2 separate regions of the Mustela erminea genome follow, and region 1 is linked to region 2. A link is a contact called in public Hi-C data. All regions are on one chromosome and are shown on one strand. The core of a region is the stretch at or near the end of the contact, and the rest is flanking DNA. Distances in the headings are between cores, read along the strand shown. Region 1 overlaps CFLAR (CASP8 and FADD-like apoptosis regulator). Region 2 holds the start of NDUFB3 (NADH dehydrogenase [ubiquinone] 1 beta subcomplex subunit 3).

Evidence for each region. A called contact is a pair of places that touch in the nucleus more often than the background predicts.
Region 1: a Hi-C map of spleen shows a contact between it and region 2, with 2.9 times the contacts expected there. The contact joins the enhancer-like site here to the promoter of NDUFB3 in region 2. A contact is called at or near these places in 2 of 3 Hi-C or Micro-C datasets (fibroblasts and spleen).

The regions. Positions count from the first base shown.
Region 1 is chr8:12,791,790-12,797,772 of mMusErm1.Pri, reverse strand. It overlaps CFLAR (CASP8 and FADD-like apoptosis regulator), which reads right to left. Exons shown (of 10, transcript XM_032354407.1): 7 at 5,098-5,147; 8 at 4,275-4,356. Among named protein-coding and RNA genes, the nearest start is that of CASP10, 23 kb to the left of the region's middle. Within about 2 kb of position 3,167, the one cell type or tissue checked has open chromatin away from gene starts, as enhancers often do. A contact at or near this core is called in fibroblasts, where this site is marked.
Region 2 is chr8:12,719,755-12,726,140 of mMusErm1.Pri, reverse strand. NDUFB3 (NADH dehydrogenase [ubiquinone] 1 beta subcomplex subunit 3) reads right to left here and starts at 4,639. Exons shown (of 3, transcript XM_032354401.1): 1 at 4,515-4,639. It overlaps FAM126B (protein FAM126B), which reads left to right and starts at 4,656. Exons shown (of 15, transcript XM_032354394.1): 1 at 4,656-4,737; 2 at 5,742-5,775.

The sequences.
Region 1 (5,983 bases), core at 1,918-4,417, 73 kb before region 2:
AATGGGGAAGAAAAACTTGGATGCTGAGTTTGGAAAATAAAACTTCAGCGACTGCAGAAGTCACACTTCTCCTTATACCCTCCCTGGAAACCCCAGTCCTGACCCAACCCTATCTCCGTAAACCTCAACTTCCCCAAATGATGAGTTTTTGTGTGGCCTTGCAGTTAGGACAAGGGCTAGGGTCAGCACCAACCAGAAGGTTTGGGGGCTATTGAGATGAAATCCAAAAAAACTAAATACGGCAAAATGACACCATTCGTTGAGAATTTGTTTTCATTTAAAATGAGTTCACACTGGGGTGCTGGTTGGCTCAGTCAACAGAGCATGTGATTGTGAGTTCAAAGCCCACCTGGGGTGTAGAGTTTACTTAAAAATAAAATCTTACGGGGCGCCTGGGTGGCTCAGTCGGTTAAGCGTCTGCCTTCGGCTCCAGTCATGATCCCAGGGTCCTGGGATCGAGCCCCACATCGGGCTCTCTGCTCAGCAGGGAGCCTGCTTCCTTCCTCTCTCTGCCTGCCTCTCTGCTACTGGTGCTCTTTCTCTCTGTCAAATATATAAATCAAATCTTTAAAAAAATAATAAAATAAAATAAAATCTTACGGGGTGCCTAAGTGGCTCAGTTGGCTGAGTGTCTGCCTTTGCCCCAGGTCATGATCTAAGGGTTCTGGGATCGAGCCCCCCATCAGGCTCCTCACTCGGCGGCTGGCTATTTCTCCCTCTCCCTCTGACTGTTGCTCTTCCTGCTCATGCTGTCTCTCTCTCTCTGTCAAATAAATGAATGAATAAAATCTTAAGAAAAAAATCTTAAAATAAAATAATTAAATGAGTTTGCATTAATCTTGACACAATCTATAAAAAGTCCATTAAACCAATGTATAAAATAAGAAAGGTGGAGTGCCTCATCATTCTATTTACCACTACTTAATGAGCACCTTGTACGAGCCCAGTTCTAATTATAATAAAGCATACAAATGTGGGCACCTGGGTGGCTCAGTTGGTCAGGTCATGATCTCAGGGTCCTGGACCCAGAGTAGGGCTCCCCGCTCAGCAGGAAGCCTGCTTCTCCCTCTCCCTCTCCCTCTGCCTGCCACTCCCCCTGCCTGTGCTCTCTCCCTCTCGCTCTCTTCCCGTCAAATAAAGAAAATAAAATCTTAAAAATAAAAAGGGCATACAAATGAGAGCCAAGTCGGGCAGGATATTCTTAGTGAGAAGGGGAGTTAAGTTTCTTTACAGGAGGACTGCTCAGTCTTTCAGACCAATATGCAAATCTCAAAGGAGGAACAAACTATTCATCACTTCTCAAATTAGCTTGACCCCAAAACTCATGTTTTAAAAAGTTCCTCTTCCTATGTTGCAGAAACACTGTATTTCATGTTGGGGAATAAAGATGAGCCTATCAAGGAGCCTATCATCTGGTTGGGGAGCTTATAAATGGGCACAAAACAATGACTGGTATGTCACACAGTACAGTGGGGTTTTAGGTAAAAAAAAAAAAAAAGCGGTCAGAGGAGGGATCATCAGTGCAGTCTGAGACACCTGGAGATGAGACTGCGGTAAAGATATTAATTTAGGTGGGGGCCCGACAAAACAGAAGAAAGGGGACACCTCCCCCCCGCCAAGTAGGGGGATGATTATAACAAGGACAGAAGAGTGAGTGAGCTAGGAAGTGGTGACAGAGTCAGCTTTGTGGAAGTCTGACTGACTTTGTATAAGTCTTTCGTTTGTTTCCAGAGACCAATAAAGGGGCTTTAATGCACAACCCACAATCACTCAAAATTATAAACTACCTTTTAGATATCTTCTTTTTAAGTACAAATGGTTACTAGTCATTTCTTCTGGACTAGCTTTTCTTAGGAGAAAACAGTATCCATAATGAGCCTGTCTACTGCATGTCAAAGAGGCTTGTAGCACACCTCAGGCAGCCCCAGAGCTCTCTTCCACGTAACCACAACTCCTTATCCACAATTCAGAAAACCCAAAAGCTCTGAAAACCTTAAGTTCTTTTCTGGGATTCATTTTGTGGCAAAACTTTTCCTGAACTGGTGAGAAGCTGTTGATAGCCTTTATTCCACTCAGTGTAACTATCCACTCATCTTGCTGTAGAAATGGTCATGTATGGGCTCTAAGACCTTTACAAGTATGAATTCATTCACTTCTCCCAAACTCCCCATGAGGTATCTCCTGTTAGTGAACTATTTTATAAAAGAGAAACTGAGTGGCGCCTGGGTGGTGCAGTCGGTTAAGTGTCCCACTCTTGGTTTCCACTCAAGTCATGATCTCATGGGTCATGATCTCAAGGGTCATGATCTCATGGGTCATGGGATTAATCCCACAGGTCAGCCTCCACACTCATAGGGAGTCTACTTAAAGATTCACTCCCTCTGCCCCACTCCCAACTTGTGCTCAAGCTCTCTCTCTCTCTCTCTCTCTCAAATTAACCTTTTTTATCATTTTTTATAAATTTTATAAATTTTTAAATTAATTTTTATAAAATTTTTTATAAAATTCTTTTTATAAAATTTTTTATATAAAATTTATAAAATAAATTTTTTATTTATTTGACAGACAAAGATCACAAGTAGGCAGAGAGGCAGGTAGAGACAGGAGGAAGCAGGCTCCCGGAGGAGCAGAGAGCCCAATGCGGGGCTCGATCCCAGGACCGTGGGATCATGACCCAAGCTGAAGGCAGAGGCTTTAACCCACTGAGCCACCCAGGCGCCCCTCAAATTAATATTTTAAAGAAGAAGAAGAAGAGAAACTGAGGTTTACAGAGGCTAGGAAAACTGTCCAAGGTCACAAGCTAGGACATGACTGAGCCATGAGTCAAAGCCACCCAGTCATATTCCAGGACCCACCTGTGACTACGCTCCTAGTAATAGTGGAAAACATAAATACACATTCATTCCTGGTGCACAAGAGACCTATAACTCAGCAAGGGAAGTAGACACAGACACTGAGGTTTAGTCACAAATTCACAGCAGGTCATGGCGTTATGATCTCTTCATACAACAGATATACACCCTACAGTTGGGAACTTTCTGCTAATGAATGAAACAAAACTGATTATAATAGAAAGTGAAAACAAATACTCTCTTTTAAAGCAGGAAGTTACTCACTGAAGAAATATTTTCTCATTCTTATACTGGTACTAATGGTTAAGAGAGAAAGGACACTTATCTATAGCTGAGGAGACAGCATGTCTCACATCTAACCAAAAATAGGACATGAGGAAAGTGAGATCATATCTGAAATCCTGGGAAATTCAACCTAATATTTGCTAATTTGACCTTCTCTTAGATTCTCTTCCCATAGAACTCACCATGGTAACATTTTCAGGGAGCCTAAAAGACAGCTCTGACTCATTCCAAGAATTCTGAAAAGCAGGAAACCTGTGGAAATGTGCTAATCAACCCTTCTGAGGGAGAGATAAATAATTAAACGTGTTCTTTCACAATGAGATTCTTATTCTCTCTGACGTTCCCCTGGGCCTGCTTCAGTTTGAATAGGACATCAACAGCTGAGCAAGAGAACCAGCTCAGATCCCATCAAGAGTAACGCACAAGTAGCACAGACCAAGGCCAGCCAACCAAGGCCAGGGAGAAAGAACTAAGTAAGGAACACACTGCCTCTAAGTGAACACCCACGTCTAATATTTTTTATTTTTCTCCAGAAAAGCTCTCATAATCTAGTTGCATGACGTGCTGGGACATCTGCTAACACTGGGACCAGAAAGCCTTCCGTTTTAAACCCCCACTCTGGATGCCGGGACTCCTCCCCGCCGCAGCATCCAGCATGAAAAAGCAAGACGGACGCGCCCCAGCTTTCAGCCAATCACACCTTTGTGCCAGAGACAATGCCATGAGCTCCCCAAATCCCTTCCTTTCCTTCCTGGCACACATCCAGGCTGAGTTCCTTGTCTCCTGTAGTCAGGTGAGGGCCCACGAGGAAGTTCGAGCAATGGATTGTGAGTGGGAATGAGGCACCACACCTTCAGGACCGGTCCCTAAACTCTCTGGGGGAGACTCCACGCGCTTCCTTCATTCACCACCCAGACCCAGAGAGTCCTGTACAAAACCCCAAGGCTTCAGATGATGATGTCATTGAAGGATCCCGTGGAATGAAGCTCACTCCAGCCCGATCCAGGCTGTGACATGACTGAGAAAGCACCCCTCGCCATGAAAGCCACAGACTTCCGCCGCGGTTTGCTGCGAACAGCTTGTCTGGGCCGTGACCTCTCTGTGGGCCTTCGGGTAACCCGCAGCTTCCATACCTACCTGCGTCGTTGCCAATGCAATCAATTATCAGGCAGATTCCCAGGGGTTTGCTCTGCATCCTGTATCTCTCCTCTGGAATGTGCTGGAAAGGAAAGCAGGAATGGTTAAAAACTCTGGACACTCCTCTGTTTCCACAAGGTCCCACACGCATACCATCTTTTCTTTTGGATTTCCTCAAACGTCCTGTTGCCAGGTGAGTCATTCAACAGACACAGCCTGAAGTCACCACAGCTGACGTTTCCCATTAATTTCACATTTTTTTCTCTATTTAGGTAATGTGCCGAAGACAAGCTGTCTCAGTTTTTAATTTTAATGAAAATCACAGTCTCTTTGCACATGACTGAGCTCGGCAGGATGAAGACAATTTAAAGCTGAGAGAAAGGATGGGTCATACGTTTCCACAGTAACTTGAGGTTATACAAGTGGTATCTTTCCAAACCAGTACAAAAGGAGGCCTTCTACGGGCTCCTTATGGAGAAGGCGTTCAGCCTTTAAAAAAGAAGCCAGACCAGGTCGAGTTTCAGTGTCCCTGGTTACTAATAAATTCAGCAATCCCTCAGCTAAGAGGAGAACTGCCACTCTGGGATTTCCCCACATTCCAAAGTTCACGAACGCAATCCACATCAACATTTTTCTCTTTGCTCTATCCAGGCTTCTCCCTTAGGAGGAAGACTTCCCAGCAGAGTCCCCAGGAGAAGGGCACTCGCAGCGTCCTCCTCTTGTCCCCCCAAATTATTAATGGACAGAGATCTTAAAGAAACCAGAGTTCTGCACAGATACTGTGCGTACAATACAATACCAAATCAGATCATTGATTCTGTACCCGCGGTAGAAATGCTTCTGACTCCTGGATGGACGCCTTCATGGATTCTCCTGGGAGATGAGAGAGAAATCACTTAGAAGGCTGAAGGAGAACTGAGCCCACCCCCATACTGTCTGGGTTCCTCGATTTCCCTGCTGTTCTCTTATTTTCTTCCCCTGACTGTCTCTTCTTTGCTCAGCTCTACTCAGCCCCAAGGTTCCAAACTCACACCAAAGAATCTAACAGATAAGAAAACACAGGGGGTAGGTAGAAGAACTGCTTGAATAGCAAGGGGAGACGAAAGGTTCTCTCTTGCCTTTCTCCAGAAGAGGGCCAGGTGACTGATGAAGTTTTAAAGGGACAGGGAGACTCCAATAACCTCAACCCGACAATACCAATAGCTTTCTTCCCTGTGCTGAAACCGTGGGCAACGCCTACAGGGGACAGCCTTAGGGACTACCGAGTGGGAAAATTGTGCTTGTATTTGTCACTCATGCAACAGATGGCCGTGTTTTCTTAGTCCAGTGATATTGAGAAGTCATAAACTAAAATGGCAACGGCAAGATAGAGCGCAGTGAGCCAAGCAAATGTAGGTAAGCCTAAAGCCGATAATGTAAGACGAAAAATGACTTCATTCGCTCAGAGAGGTGGAGAAACCACTAGCTTTGAAGTCATGAATGTCTGCCTCAAACCCTAACAGCATCACTGGGCAGCTCTGTGATCTCGGGCAAGGTTCCTCCTAAAATCTCAGGGTGTTTTTCGTTTTTAAACACCGAAGATGAACATACTAACATCTACCCTATAAGATTGTTATCAAAATGAGACCATCTAAAGTCAAGCAAAGAAAATGTCAGTATTTTCAAGGTTTGGGGAAAATGAGTACTTTCAAGTGTGTAAATTGAAATAG
Region 2 (6,386 bases), core at 3,390-5,889:
TGAGTTCAGTCCCGAGTTAAATTGCTATGAATTTCAAATTAAGGAGGTATGAATTAATACCCCTTTTGTATAAGGTTAGCAGTAGCAAGTCTATAATCACTGCTCTCCAGAAATAAAACCAAACCAAATAATTATTACCATTATGCCTGCATTTATAACTCTGAGCAGGCCCAATAATAGGGCAGGGCTCTTACACTGCATTTTAGAAGACAGAGGTAATTATTAGACAATGTATACTAAAGATATATCATGTGAAATGTTCATTCCATTAAACAATAGTCCCCAGAATATTGGAGGGGGTGTTATACATAGTAATTCTGACAAATTAACCAACACTTTATATTTAAATATATTAAGATAATCACAAAACATTATTTTGATGTTTTTTACTTTTAAAAAAGAATGAAAACCAATTCTCACCAAATGCAAGTTAAAACAACATTCACAATTTCAGTGAAACATTTTATTATTATCTGGTGGATTCAATAATAGAGGAAAAAAATTACCATTTCAGATTTCAAGCTGATTTTGAGATTCAATACATTATTATAAAAGAAATACTTTAAGAAGTGTTTCATTAGGATATCTTGGTTTCATTTCAAAAGTCTTTAAAGAGATTACAAGACAGACCCCAATTTTGGCAAATGTCAGTTCTAGAATGCTAACCCTAATTGAGTATCAACATACCTGGAAAAGAATACAAAACAGATGTCAAAATCTTTTGGTGAAATAGTTTGATTTTGAGAATAAAAATGAAGGGGCTCCTGGGTGGCTCAGCTGTTAAGCATCTGACTCTTGATTTCAGCTCAGGTCATGATCTTAGGGTTGTAAGATGATGCCCTGCAACGGGCTCTGTGCTGGGCCTGGAGCCTGCTTAAGATTCTCTCCCTAACCCTCCCACCCACATTTAAAAAAAAACAAAGAAAAAAACAGAAAAATGGATGCATTACCATATATGAAGGCTATTTTTAAATTATAATATTACTATGTTCAAAACATTAAGTAATCTGGGAGAAATTTTTGAAAAAAAAAAGAAAGTATATATATTAATTTCTCTTCATTTCCTTTAATAAATTCAATGCATTTTCTCTCTTCTACCTCATTAAAATATTTCAGAAAGCGTCCCTTTAAAGGCATTTACTAAGTAGAATATTTTAATGACTTTTCAAAGAGCGGAACAACACAATTTCTAGGGAACTTTTCATTTTCTTTTAAAAATTATTTCTATTTCAAAATAGCCATAAATCAAACAATGATATCCTGATCACTTGAAGGAAGTTTGGAATTCTACTTCAGCGCAGACTTTGGTGCTATACAGATTGAATCCTGGATGCACCACTGATAGCTATAAACTTCTGGGCAAATAATTTAATCTCTCTGAACTTGTTTTCTCATATAACATGAGGATAAAACCTACCTTGCAAGATTGTGAGATTTGTAGGAAACACATCACACTGTGTTTTTACACCCAGGTGATGAGAATGCGACTTAGTTAGTACAACCACTGTGAAAAACTGGTCTGAACTAGAAACGTCCAACATCTGAATACCTTATGGTCTAGAGCTGCACTATTCAATATGGTTTTCACTAGCACTCTAAGTGTGACCAGTGCAACTGGGAATTACAACTTTTTTTTTTTTTAAAGATTTTATTTATTTATTTGACAGAGAGAGATCACAGTAGGAGAGAGGAAGGGAAGAGATCACAGAGAGAGAGGAAGGGAAGCAGGCCCCCTGCTGAGCAGAAGCCCGATGTGGGACTCGATCCCAGGACCCTGAGATCACGACCTGAGCCGAAGGCAGCGGCTTAACCCACTGAGCCACCCAGGCGCCCCGGGAATTACAACTTTTAATTAATTTAAATTTTAAGTTGGATTCTCAAATCAGTTACTGGAAAATTTTAGTGTGTTTGGAACAATTTAGGTATATGGATTTATTTTTTTAGTTGTAAACTTTGCAAAATATAAACATAGATCAAGTGTTTATATTTATGAAAACTTACCATACAAACATATTTAAGTGTAAAATACATCAATTTTGAGAAAGTATAAAGAAAATGTAAAACATTTCATTAATAACTTTCAATACTGATTACATCTTGAAATAATACTTTGAATATGCTGGCTTAGACAAAATATATAATTAAATTAACTTTGTTTCTTTTTATCTTTGTAATATAGCTACTAGAAAACTGTAAATTACATATGAGTCTTGCATTATATTTCCACTGGACAGCACTGTTATTAAAAACTTATGTGTGGGGGCGCCTGGGTGGCTCAGTGGGTTAAAGCCTCTGCTTTCAGCTCAGGTCATGATCCCAGGGTCCTGGGATTGAGCCCCGCATCGGGCTCTCTGCTCAGCAGGGAGCCTGCTTCCTCTGCTCTCTCTCTGCCTGCCTCTCTGCCTACTTGTGATCTCTGTCAAATAAATAAATAAAATCTTTAAAAAAAAACAAACTTGTGTGTGTAACTATATACACACACACACATATATTTTAACAATAGATCTATTTTATAAGAATCTTCTTAGGTTTATGTGGCTACCCCAAACTGTAAACAATTCAAATATCCAACAATAATAATGCATCATTTATGGAAGTCACGCTATGGAGTACACAATGAAGAACCACAAGCAAAAGTATGAACAAATCTCACAAATAATGAACAAGGTTTGAGTTTCAAAAATACATACACTTCCATTCTATTTATATAAACTGAAAAACCAGACAATTCATTTTTTTTTTTAAGAAATGCACCATAGATGGAAAAATTAAAGCAAAAAAACTGAATGTTTATCACAAGTTAGAATGGTGGTTACTCTTGGTGGAAGAGACAGAATCACAGAAGCTCATACAGGGAGCATCTAAGGTAGTACTTTTCAGTCTACTTTTAATTCTTGCACCCCAAAGGAGCTTTTTCAGATATTTTTTGCCTTATCACATTCTCACCCCGCTGCCCCAGTGAAATTTTAATACCACGGATATACCATACTTATCTGCTAAGGTACCATGGCTCTTTGGAGGGCCACAAACCATAGCAGTCTTTAAGAGTTTTTTCACCTTTCCTCCAAGAGCCAATTTTCATCTCTTTGAAGGATAATCACGTCTGCTGAGAATGCAAGTTCTATTACTGGCAATGTTTTATTTTCTAACGTGAGGGGTTTGCTTAATTGTAACTCTTTTTTTTTTTTTGTATTTTGTAAATTTATTGGGATTATACATAAAGTTTTGTTTGAAAAATGGGATATGTTGTTTAAAATATTTGGATACCAGACTTTTTTTTTTTTGATGTTTTAAATTTTTTATTTTTTTATAAACATGTATTTTTATCCCCAGGGGTACAGGTCTGTGAATCGCCAGGTTTACACACTTCACAGCACTCACCAAAGCACATACCCTCCCCAATGTCCATAACCCCACCCCCCTTCTCCCACCCCCCCTCCCCCCAGCAACCCTCAGTTTGTTTTGTAAGATTAAGAGTCACTTATGGTTTGTCTCCCTCCCAATCCCATCTTGTTTCATTGATTCTTCTCCTACCCACTTAAGCCCCCATGTTGCATCACCACTTCCTCATATCAGGGAGATCATATGATAGTTGTCTTTCTTAATTGTAACTCTTTAAACATATTTATATTTTATACACCCTTCTGCTATGGATATTTCACAATAAAAACTAAAATCAGATAAACGACAGATCATGCCAAGGATTCAACATCGGATAATTATTTTAGTTTCAGAACGGTTCAGACAAAAAACAGTAAGTTTATTAGTTCAACAAAGAAAACACCTATAATCATGAAACTTTTAAAAAGTTAGCTACCTGTGTTTGGAGTGAATCTCTACTTTCGTGGAGATCGACTCCACCTCCACTAGGGGGGCTGGCATACCTTCCCTAACTAGAAAATAAGAGGATAATGCCACTCACAGTACATGTAATTTTATGGTTTACCAACGACCTTCAAGTAGATAACCCAACGAGCCCTCATCTTTAAAACTGTGACTAAGGGCATTAAAAAAAATAAAAGACAAGTGAACTTTTAGCGTCTCCTCCAGTCTCTGCGCCTACTTATGTGCAATTTAAAAACAGTAATCACTCTAAAAATGGATGGGATTTTGTACCCTGCTTTTCTCACTTTAACGTTACCATAAACATTCACACCAGAAAAGCCTTACTTGAAACCATACATGAGTGTTGTGAGGCAGGCATTGCAATTATTCTCATTTTAGGACTTTTCGATTTGGAGCTGTTCTGCCTTTATTCAATTCGGAGGTAAACCAGAAAACACAGGGCGGGGGTTTGCAGGTGGGAAAGGAGGGGAAAAGCGTGTGGACCGAACCACAGTAACTCTCACCGCATCCTTCTACAAAGTACCCCTCACTATTGCTACTTCGATCCCCTTCCCTCGAGGTACCTACGCTCAAGGCCATTCTCCATTTAGCCTTACCCTTTTCGACAATCCCCAGAACAGTCTCACTCTTATTCCTGACCAAGAAGCCTCCCACCAACTCTCATTTACCTGACAGCAAATCTGACCTCTCACGACACTCAAGAGTCAATCTTCCAGCCGGCGCCAAGCGGAAACGGAAGTTGTCCCCTGCAGTGCCTTACGGCAGGAAAGCGGAGCGGCCATTTAACGTTCCGCACTAGGTCACGGATTCCTGGACCGAGGGCGGAGGACATGAAGGGTGCTGGAAGTCGACATTTTTTCCGCGCATCTGTGCATAGGGGGTCCGACTGAGGTAAGAATAATTGTAGAGGAGAGAATGGGAGGGAAGAGGCGATGTTTTCCTTGCTGGGAGACCGGAATCCTTAGACACTGCACAGAGGGGAGGGCCGCGAAGATGCTCCAGCCAGTAAGGGAGGCAGTTGTTAGAGCGTGGAAGCGGCCAATGGGAAGGCTGGTTGTTGCGCTGCAGTTGGCAGGCTGCTGCGGGAGGCGGTGGCGGTGAGAAGCCGGAGGCAGCGGGGTGACAGGTAGGCGGCGGCGCTGTCTTTGGGGGACGCGGAGTGCTAGATCAGGAGGGATTTTCTCCTCGGGCTGCGGGAACCGTAGAGAGGATGTGACGAGGGTGGTCTTGGAAGGCGGTAGCTGGAGAGTTGGTGGTTCCGGAACCTCGCGTAGACCAGGTAGCAGCTTGGGAGGGTCGTGAGGAGAAAGCCGCTGAGGCTGGTGGAGGCTGAACCTTGCGGGGCGACGTGGGGGCCTAGGGCGTGAGGGGCTGCGGTGGCAATGGCAGAGAGAGGAGAGAGGCGGGAGCCAGACGACATCGTGAGGGATGGAGGAGTTCCTTGCACGAAGCTCTAAGAAAAGGACGCGGCATTGCAGGCACCGGAGAGAAATCCTGGAATTGCTTCTTATGGCCATTTCTCAGGGTGGGAAGGGTGTGTGGAGAAGAAACGTAATTTACTGGCGGTCAGATCCTTCGAACTCTTTATAGCTATACATTATGTAACCCTTGGCTGTTATTTACCCAAACAACTAGGTTGTCGCCCTTGGAAGAGGAGGTCTTGCAACCTAGTGATGTGTTAGAATAGTTTTTTCCTTGGTTTGAGCGCTTACTACGTCGGCAGGCTCCTATCGGTGAAGAAGCATGAAGGATAGTCAGGAAGCTTATCCCAAATACGGACTTGGGCTGAGAGAAATGTTAGTTTGAGACTAGGAGCCAGGTTCATGTTTTGTAGTTCATGAATTTGTTTTGACGGTGACGGCTGATTATAAATATATATATTTTTTAATCTTCAGGAAAGTGGAGAGCCTCAAAAATCTATTGTAAGAGGTAAGTGCAAGTTGGAAAATGACTAGAAAATTAGTTGTTAGATTCCCACCCCCCCCATATTGTGGATGTTAGGGACTGAAAATAATGTGGTGGTTTGAAGGGGGATAGGGTGGGGAGAAGAAGTCATCTTTTAAGTAATTTGCTTACTAGGTCTGATAAACTAGTTATGAATTATTTCTTAGGTTTAGGAAGTATGCTCTTTGAACCTCTCCAGCTGAGGTAAAACGTATTTACAGACACAATGAACTGTAAATTATTATCTTTTGTCTGAGTTTTTATAATTGTTTGCACAATGGAATGTAGAGTAAAACAGGAATTTCATTATTTGTACGGAAGGATGAACTACATTTAAAATTAGATTTTATAACACACTGGAAAACTTTAAAAGAAGCATTATAAATTGATAACCTGTAAGCTGACTGAAATGTAGCCTTTACCTGAGAAGATGAGGACTAATGTAGTAGAGCAAGTGTGTAACTTTCCTTTTTGTATTAATGATAATTTACATTAGTATATTCCAGAACCTAAATTAAAAGATTCATTTTGTTGTAAGTATCATTTGGCAAAAAGAGGTGGAGTTTGTTCTGAAATGTTAGTAAGGAGGTATTTAT